Linked DNA regions of Anser cygnoides: region 1 is linked to region 2. Evidence: chromatin contacts called from public Hi-C data. All regions are on one chromosome and are shown on one strand. The core of a region is the stretch at or near the end of the contact, and the rest is flanking DNA. Distances in the headings are between cores, read along the strand shown. Region 1 holds the start of ZFP36L1 (ZFP36 ring finger protein like 1). Region 2 overlaps RAD51B (RAD51 paralog B).

The links. Hi-C and Micro-C count contacts between places; a contact is called where the count stands out from the background.
Region 1: a Hi-C map of liver shows a contact between it and region 2, with 2.0 times the contacts expected there. The contact joins the promoter of ZFP36L1 here to the enhancer-like site in region 2. A contact is called at or near these places in 2 of 7 Hi-C or Micro-C datasets (both in liver).

What each region holds. Positions count from the first base shown.
Region 1 is chr5:29,296,677-29,301,301 of Taihu_goose_T2T_genome, reverse strand. It overlaps ZFP36L1 (ZFP36 ring finger protein like 1), which reads left to right and starts at 2,793. Exons shown (of 2, transcript XM_048065239.2): 1 at 2,793-3,021; 2 at 3,564-4,625. The coding sequence starts at 2,965. The coding sequence ends at 4,514. LOC125182930 (a long non-coding RNA gene) reads right to left here and starts at 2,615. Exons shown (of 4, transcript XR_010832052.1): 1 at 1-2,615.
Region 2 is chr5:29,148,531-29,153,557 of Taihu_goose_T2T_genome, reverse strand. All of the region lies in intron 10 of RAD51B (RAD51 paralog B), which reads right to left. Among named protein-coding and RNA genes, the nearest start is that of ZFP36L1, 150 kb to the left of the region's middle. Within about 2 kb of position 3,702, at least 1 of the 3 cell types and tissues checked has open chromatin away from gene starts, as enhancers often do. A contact at or near this core is called in liver, where this site is marked.

The DNA of each region.
Region 1 (4,625 bases), core at 1,544-4,043, 150 kb before region 2:
AGCCCCATACGCTGCTGGGAGGTAAAGAGGCTCGGTGTGCGGGAGCAAGGGTTCGGGTCAGCCCCTGCTAGCTCCTGAGGGGCTCCTGCAAAGCTCCTCACACAACTCATGCTCCAGAGGAGTCCATCAGGGTTGGTAGTCCATTACAGAGCGCAAGGACAGGGCAGGACTATGTAAAAATAACCGTATCGGGTCAGATCGGGTCTGTTTTAGCCTTCCTCTTACCTCCAAAAACAGCCAATGCTCAGGGGAAAATGCAGGGGAATGACAGAGCAGTACGTCACTGGGCATTGTCCAGCGACACACAGTTCAGGTCTGCCTTTGGCTTTAGTAAACCTCCAGGGACTTTTCCTCCATAAATTTGTCAAATTGCTTTTTTGACCCCATTTATACTTTTGACCTCCACAGCATCATGTGCCAATGAGCCCACAGTTTCGTGCACGCGCTGTTTGAAAAAGTACTTCTTTAAACCTCCCGGCTTGTCGTCTCATTTGCAGTCCCCTAGTCCGTTCCCCATTTTCAGGCCGTTCTGGCATATGCCAGCTCCAATTTTGGAAAGCAGTTTCTAACTGCTCTGCTGGATGCGTGCATGGACCAGGAACCTTATCTGTGCGTATTCTGAGACAAGTTTAGCATCTGCTTGCATCAGAACTGGGGAGCAAGAATGCTACAGATGCTGCTCCTGTGCTGAAGAGGGACGTGGGACAGGCTCAGAAGCCCTGGACATTTATTGCCGTTCCCTGGGCCCAGCGGTAGTGTCCCCGCTGGAACATGCCCCACACAAGGTGGCTAATGAGCATGGCATGCATTCATTCACTTTTTCAGTAACCTCCTTTAATAATTTACTTTCATTTATTCATTTACCTATCTTTATTCATTTCCATCTATCAAAGTTCTTGCGAGGCTCTGGCAGAAGGTGCAAGGCTCTGATTTTTCATTCCTCCAGTCGGTGTGAATTCATGCCCACACAAATTCCCACTTTGGCCTGGAGGGCTCTGACTTTTAGCCACGAGGTGGGGCGAGCAGCTAAATTCCTGCTCCGAGCATGTGCGCGCTGAATGCAAAGCAGACCACCACGGAGTCAGGTTTTGACAAGCTAAATCACTGGAAAAAAAATTCCTTCTCGGCTTCGGCGTTCGCTGCTCGATGCGTGGAAATGCGCGACCTCAAACCCCAAGTTTCCAAAACATACGCGCGCGTGGGGCGAGCGAATAATGCACAATTCAGCACAAGAGGGAGCAGGGAGGAAGCCGAGAAAAAGAAAAAAACAAAAACGGCTCAGAGCAACTCAGTAGTGAAATAGTTATCTCGGCCGGCTTTCTCGGTAACTCTTGGAAAGTCCCCGAAATGACGTTTCTAACCTAACAATTAAAATGGGTTTAATTATAGAGAGGCTCGGAGCCCTGGGAACAAGCACCATCTACAGAATCAGTAAACAACTGCAGAAAATAATAGACTGGTCTCTCCCCGGTTACTCCTCGCTTCTGGCCAAGGCGAAAGAAAAGAAACTAGAAAGAGAAGGAAATTCGAGGAACCTGATTGCTCTCCCTAAGTAAATAAAAAAAAAAAAAAAAAGGAAAGAAAGAAAGAAAGAAATCTGGAATAGCCGGAGCCCGTGGGCGTTCCTCTCCTTGGTTGTTTTGGCCGTTCTCGAAGAGCAAAGGAGGGGAAAAAGCTCAGCCGCCAGTTCAAAGTCCGGCTCCTGAGACTCTAAAGCAAACAGCGGAGGAAGCGGCTGAGTTGCTTCAAGTTCTCAAGGCGCTGCCCGCTCGGCTTCGCGCCCTGCTGGGTCCCTGCGGGGGCTGGGAGGGACCCTCGCCAAGGGGACCCCGGCAAGGGGCCCCTCGCCCCCCCGGCCCCTCGCCCGCCCTGGAGGGCAGCCGCCGTGCCGCTGAGGCACCCTGGTATCAGGAAGCCTAGAGACGTTTTGGTTTTTTTACACCGAAACTGCCCCGTCCTCCCCCCCCCCCCCCCGCCATATCAATATCGGTATGAATCACACTGTGCCTACTGAAATCTGGAACAGATTACTTGCTCAGAGACGCATTCTTTTTTCAGTTTTACAACTCAGAGGGGACTGGCAGGAGAGCATACGGGGAGAAGAGGCAGAAACGTATCAAACACCCTTTTAAAACCGTCTTTTAGCAACTTCCACGAGCGCGGCTGCGAGCTCCTTCCCGCCGCAGCGCCTGCCGGCTTGCAATAAAACCGGGAGAAGCGGCAGCGCGGCCCGGGGGCGGCGGAGCGAGCTACACAAAGCCAGCCGGCACCGCCGCGCCGCCGGGGGGGCCCCGCGCCGCCACCCCCCGCTCCAGGGGCGGGCGCCGCGCGGCGCCGCGGGACTTGCGCCACTTTTGCGCGGGGCCGCGCGTTGCACGCGCGCGCGCGCACACACACACACACACACACACACACACACACACACACACACACACACACACACACACTCGCGGGCACGCGCACACACACGCGGGCGCGCGCACAGCCGCCTCCCGCGTCCGGGGCGGGGAGGGGAGCGCTGCCCGCAGGGGCTGTTCTGGAAGGGACGCGCTTTTTTTTTTTTTTTTTTCCTTTTCTTTCTTTTTTTTTTTTTTTTTTCCCCTCCCCTCCTCCCCTCCCCCTCGCTTCTTCCTCCCGAAAAGTTTTTTTCTGGGCCCGCCCGCCCGGGTGATTCAGTCGCGGTGTCAATCACCCTGTCCTCCTCCTCCTCCTCCCCTTCCTCCCGCCGCCGGCTCCTCCTCCCGGGGTAAGTCCGAAACTTTATAAGTTGAGCTTTTTCCCCCAGCCCGCTGGAAGCGGCGAGCGGGCGCGGCGGGCTGGTGGCGGCAGCGGAGGCAGCGCTAGCAGCAGCGGGGGGAGGCAGCGCGCTGGAGGCTGCGAGCTGGAGGCTGCGCCTTACCCACACCGCGACTCCTTCCACTTGCCTGCCGCCGCGCCTGCCGCTTCCCCCCTCGCTCGCCGAAGATGTCCACAGCCCTGGTGTCGCCCACCATCTTCGACCTGAGCGAAGTTTTATGCAAGGTAACCGCGCCGGCTGGCAGCTTCGGGTTGGCGCCTGCAGGGGCTCTCTGCGCTTTTTTTTTTCCTTTACTTTTTATCCCTTTTTTCTTTTTCCTTCCCCCCTCCCCCTTCTCCGGCCGCGAGCAACTTGGGCGGCCGGGCGGGGCGCCCCGCTCGGCTCAGCCCGGGCCCCGCTCCCCGCCTTCGGGGCCGGGCAGGGCCGGGGCCGGTCGGCGGCGCCGGGCGGGGGCCGTGCTCCTGCCGCCGCCCGCTGCAGCGCGCCCGGGCGGGGAGCGGGGAGCGGGGCTGGGCGCAGCCCGAGCCCCCGGCGCCTTCCCCCCGGGGGGCTCTTCCCGCAGCAGCCGCCCCGGTGGTCGTAGGGGCGGCTCGGGGCTTGCTTTGCTCGCAGCAGACGGGTGGGACGCGCGGGGGGGCTGTGCCGAGCCGTGCCGAGCCGTGCCGCCGAGGCTGAGCCCTCCGAGGGCTCCCGGCGTCGCCCTCCCGTCCGGGGAGAGTTGCGGAGGAGGCGGTGGCAGTGACCGGTGCTTGCTTTCTGCCCGCAGAGCAACAAGATGCTGAACTACAGCCCCTCGGGTGTCAGCGGGTGCCTGCTGGACAGGAAGGCGGTGGGCACCCCGGCCGGCGGGGGTTTCCCTAGGAGGCACTCTGTCACCCTGCCCAACTCCAAGTTCCACCAGAACCAGCTCCTCAGCAGCCTGAAAGGGGAGCCCGCGCCCATGCTGGGCCCCCGGGAAAGCCGCTTTCGGGACCGCTCCTTCTCAGAGGGCGGCGAGCGCCTGCTGCAGCAGAAGCAGCCCGGGGGCCAGGTCAACTCCAGCCGCTACAAGACGGAGCTGTGCCGCCCCTTCGAGGAGAACGGCGCCTGCAAGTACGGCGACAAGTGCCAGTTCGCCCACGGCATCCACGAGCTGCGCAGCCTCACCCGCCACCCCAAGTACAAGACCGAGCTCTGCCGCACCTTCCACACCATCGGCTTCTGCCCTTACGGGCCGCGCTGCCACTTCATCCACAACGCCGAGGAGCGCCGCGCCGTGGCGGGCGGCCGGGAGCCCGCCGTCACTGACAGACCCCGCCTTCAGCACAGCTTCAGCTTCGCCGGCTTCCCCAGCACTGCTGCCAGCGGGCTGCTGGACAGCCCCACTTCCATCACCCCGCCGCCCATGCTGAGCGCCGACGACCTGCTGGGCTCCCCCACCCTGCCTGACTGCGCCAGCAACCCCTTCACCTTCTCCAGCCAGGAGCTGGTCAGTCTCTTCGCCCCCAGCATGGGGGTGCAGGTGCCCAGCGGGAGCTCCCCCACCACGTTCTTGTTCAGGCCCATGTCCGAGTCCCCCAACTTGTTTGACTCGCCGCCCAGTCCTCAGGACTCCCTCTCTGACCAGGAGGGCTATCTGAGCAGCTCCAGCAGCAGCCACAGCGGCTCAGATTCCCCTATCCTGGACACCTCAAGACGTCTTCCCATCTTCAGCAGACTCTCCATCTCCGACGACTAATCTGGGGTTTCCTCTTGCTCCCCCCCACCTCTATTACGATTTTAAGCTGAACTCCCCCCACCCCATAGTTGGAGCTGGATGTTAACGTGTCCACCTGCCTGTCGTAGACCC
Region 2 (5,027 bases), core at 2,453-4,952:
TCTGGTACAGTCCTACCCAGTATTTCCAAAATCTTGTAGAAATAAGCAGCTCATTAATTCTTTCCTTCAGGGATTGCCATATGTCTACAGTACTTCAGTACTGATGGCATTTCTGTCAAGTTCCGTATTTCCTTTCACAGTTTCATTTTTGCAGTTTTCAGACTATAAACATTTTGCAGCAATTCACGTGTAAAGGCATCCTACATAATCTGAGGTGATATCTCCTGCTCGTTTTGTTTCTTTACAGCCTCCCTAGAGGTTCTGAGGCAGCACTTTTGCATGCAAGTAGCAAAGCTAACCTCGCATTTATCCATCTCCTAACCCTAAAAAAGAAACTGCCCTTAAAAACATGTTTTATTTCAGCTGTATCCTTGAAACCCCAAACTCTGTGAAACTAGAATGAACTAGTGTAAATCAAACAGTGTTCCTACCACTTAGACCCGCCCTGCAACCCTTTCCAATCAGGGAATCTAAAATTACCATATTTACAGCATCTGCAGCAGAGCCAAGTACAAAACAAGATGAATAGCTGTGACGCACAAGGCAGAGTGTGGAAGTATGCAGCTGGGCCTGCAAACAATATAGGCACTCGGCACTGAAGTCCATCTAATGCTTTTCACAGACCAGAGTGACTAAAAGGGGAAGGGGGGGAGGGAGGGGAAGAGAAATTCCAGGAAGATGAGTGAAAACAGCAGAAATCCCAGGCTGCTTCACTAATGGGTAATTGAAATGACTCACAAAAGGTCTAGTAGGGAATTCAATTAATTAGGGACGTGACTGCGCCGAGGGGAGGAGGGAAAGAAAAGAATGCTGGCGATACAAGAAAATCACTCCTCTCCATTCACTTAAAAAAGGGCCTGGAAGAAAACCTCAAGGGAGGAAAAAGCCAAGTTTTTCAAGGCAGGGCCTCTACCCCTTCTTATGCGCAGAAAAAAAGCCACAGTCAAACTGCCTTGGCTTCAGGGGAGGAGAAAAGGACAAATAAGTATATCCCTATTCCTCCCCTCCTTCTCTTTCTAATGAAAAGGAAGGAAAAAAATAAAATCGGGCATATTAATTACGTCACCGTTAAGGCAATTGGTAACAAGCAACTATGAGGACAAGAAAGAGGAATGATGCAGGATAGCTTAATACAGTGCTGGTAAATAGCATCTGTCTCATCGTAGCTGCACTGTTTATTCCATGTGCCAATGAGAAGAGGGAGATAGGAGGCAGTGCAAAGATGAATAAACGAGAAAAAACTGGGGACAGATGAAGGAAAAAACGCAATGCGAGAAAGCAGAGAGAAACAGGAATGGGGACAGGCAAAAGGACTGGAATTAACAAAAGAAGGGAGTAAAGAATGGAAAAGGAGTGGATGGAGAGAAGATGAAGGGAAGGGAATGTATTAGAGAAACAGGAGAGGGAAAACCTCTAAAGGAGAAGAGGAGCAGATGTGGGAAGGGTCAGAGAAAGAACGAGAAGTTTCACAATCAGTCAGCAGTTAGAACTTGCTGTGATGGGTACATGGTAACAGCAATGTTGATTCAGCAACCATATATTGACAAATACTGCTTCTAACCAAGCCTCAGAGACTAAATTTACACTAGTGCTAGTTTAGAAATCCCCAAGAATGTGCAACCTAAACTTCCAGGCCCACAACCGACGATCGTTACTGGTAGTGGAACAACTGGCCTAGATATAACAACCAGGGGCAAGTGTTCATTCATGGGATTGAAAATAGGATCTGCAATCATTTAGGATAAAGTTACCACAGCTTGAAACGTAGGTCTTGTTAATTCCAACTCCAGGCTATTGCTGGCAGGCTGGCTGTTCAATTGCTTTATACAAAAGAACCTCACGGTCATTGTTTACCTTCGTGAATTATGATGAGATCTAACAAAAAGTACTTCTTAGGCTCTATCGGGTTCAGCACTGAATGCCTTCTGAAGGCTTAGATATGCTCTCACGCTCAAGGATCAAGATACTATCGCTGTGAAAGGTTGGCAAAGTTTGCAGTATGCTGCGTGTTTGGGCAATATCTGAGTATTTTTGTTCCCAGGGCTGTCAATCTGACATCTAAGCAAGAAAACATATAAATCAAACCAATAATGTCAGCTCCACTGTCAAAAGTTTCAGAAGACCAAAAGATTTTTTATAAGCTTTATTTACTGTAACAGGGCAATGAAGATCTGGCACTGACCAAGAAAATAATTCTTGTGTAGTTAAGATATACCAGACCAGGATGAAAAATGCAGTATTTAGCTAACGAGAACCAGTGTACAAATACTGATTGAAATACAGTTATCTTTATACCAGTCTGTGAATACACTGGTGTCCAGACAAAGAAATTCCTTAAATATAACTACATTTAGTCTTTCACGGTTTTTAAGTTAGATTCATGCAAAAGTGAGCATACAGAAATTCCTAGCTGGTTCTGAGCCGACCTTCCAACACAAGAGTAAGGAGTGCCGTGCCATTGGAGGAATCATCTCCCAGAAGAGGTATAAAGTTGAGATCCAAATTCCTACACCTGGTTTAAGAAAAGAGCCCTTGGAAGTTCTGCAAAGACATTATTGTTAGTGCTCTGGACAAACGTAAATGCATTGTCATTTCTACCAGCTGGGCAGCTAGTTTCTATGGAAAAGGACTGCAAACAGTGTGCATTCAGTGCCTAGGTGCCTATGCAACAATGCAATTGTCATACAAGAATTACAATACAGCTATAAAATGTCAGTTAAGTCAGGCAATCCCAATAGCAAATTCAAGCTGGGCAGCCAAAGCACCACTTGACACAGTACTTTATTCTGCTTCAAAGCTCCATTCTTTTCAAATTCTTTCTAACATGTCTAATGAAACAGGCAGTCCAATGTGCTCAGAAGGTCATCGGTTTCTACCCGGAGCACCTCCAAAATTTAACAGGGCCTTGATTCCATTGCCAGTGTAATTTTGTTCTTTTTACTGGGTCTCGATCAAGTTGCATTCATGAGAACTGCAGGCTAGGTCAACATGTACCTCGAGGCTGTCTGGATTCTGTTAAGCCAGGCTTTTTGACCAGATCCTCTTCTCCCTCTCTTACAAAACACTCAGCAGAAAAATAAAATAAAATCTCTCTCTTCTACAAAATTAAAATAATTAAAATAAATTCCTTTTATCTCTCTAATTAAGTACCATCCTGTATTTAGTCAGTTGACAGCACCAAAGAATGATTTTTCTGTATTCCACAATATCATCCTCCCTCCCTGGATCTATTCAAAGCCTCTTGTACATATTTAATCACTCCTAGCCAGGCCTGGCTAATGAAATGCAGGGCCTTGCCCTGACCTGACCTTGCTATTTCTATTTTGGCTCAGCACATCCTCTGCTAGTTGGTTAAAAAAAAAAAAGTTGTTTCTCTCCTCTCTTGGACTTAAAGGTCCTGTTACTGGCAGGGGGTATGGTCAAGGACACTGCTGAATACAGAATGAATGACTGAATGATTGTGAACACTGATTTGCAAAACTCCTGCAAGCCCGGAAAGGACCACAACAACTTAAGCACAAAGGTTTTTTTCCCCCTTTTTCTCTTTGGCTGGCAAGGACTGGTGGTCACTGTTCAACTACAGTGAATGGCTTATGGCTAGAAAATTCTGTAAGAAAAATGGACTGCTCAAATTGTTTGCAGCACTCTTTCATAAAGCACTGGTATTCATTCTATGGTTTTGGGCACTTATTGTAACTAGAGATGTTCTTGGTTTTCCCCTTCTGCCCTTTCTATTTGCCAATACTGCAATTTAAAATCTATTTTCCCTTTCTGAGAGCTCATAAAGAAGTGTGATCCCATTTATGACCACTTAGGAAACACTGGATATTGGGTTAGCCCTTTTGTCACATGATGTCGGTTGTAGGAATTCATCAACATGCCAATCAGAAGTCAGGAGTGTTTCCAGTGTACAACTGAACAACATTTACACGGTGATTCATGTGGTCTCTTTAAGCTGAGTTTGTTTTCAAATGGTTTATGATTTTGTTGGCCATGAGTTTTGGTGTTGTTTGACATACTGAGTTGCTGGACGAACCATAAACCACATGTGAAGTCAGAAAGGGCATGGGACATCTTTTTATTCTTTGCGTGTAAGCAGCGCCTTACATTGTGGGGCTCTGGATACTGAACAGGGGTCCCAGATGTTATTACCAAACAACCAACAACAGCACAAAGTTCTGTAGGTAGTCTGTCTGTCAGAAAAATCAGGCTCAGTATCTCAATTCTTCGTTGTTCCTCCAATTATATATCAATGGAGTCAAGCCAGAGAAAACAGTGGTAAATAAGACGAAGATGCCTTTAGCTAGCTATCCAAAAATAATGCCCTATGTCCCGTGGGGCACTGTCAGCTAAGGACCAGGGACATATATCACATTTCTAATGGCCAGAATCAGTTTAACAGGTCCTTATGAGCTCTTCTGCATGCACTGGAACTGAGATAAAGAGAGTTAGATCTCCATTTATAAGTCCAGTCTTTTGTCAGCTCAACTAAAACAAACAGGTTCAAGTTGTGACATCCTGTTGAATAGAAGCAAGTAGGACTTTAAGGCACTGCTTGAAAGAAGAAATGCTAAAATCATGTTTGCAGTCAGCAGAGTCAAATAATACAGCTGTGTCGCCTTCCCCCTAATGCTGTTTATCATGTTCTTTTGTAGTCTGGTTTTCTACACAGACAACACTTTTGCAATCACATTCTGTATCCCAGTCTATATAACCTTTTCAGCCATTGATTGCTTTCAGCCAAGTCTGAAAAAGGTAGGGGTCCTCAAACATCTGTGAGGTCACAGAAAATGAGTGAAAATAGATGACTGAGTAGAGAAGAGAGTTCCTGTAGATGTTATTAGACTGCCTGAAATCCAGAGAGAGGACTTCTCAGCATGCCAAGTGCAGCAGAATTTGTAGATGTAGTCAACCAACCACAAAGTACAGGTCTGTACAGACTTCTGACTTCCTTTAGTCGATGCCCTGTGGGGTTAGATGAGCACCAGAACTAATGCAGAAGTTGGCCTTCAGTTGGCCATCTGCTG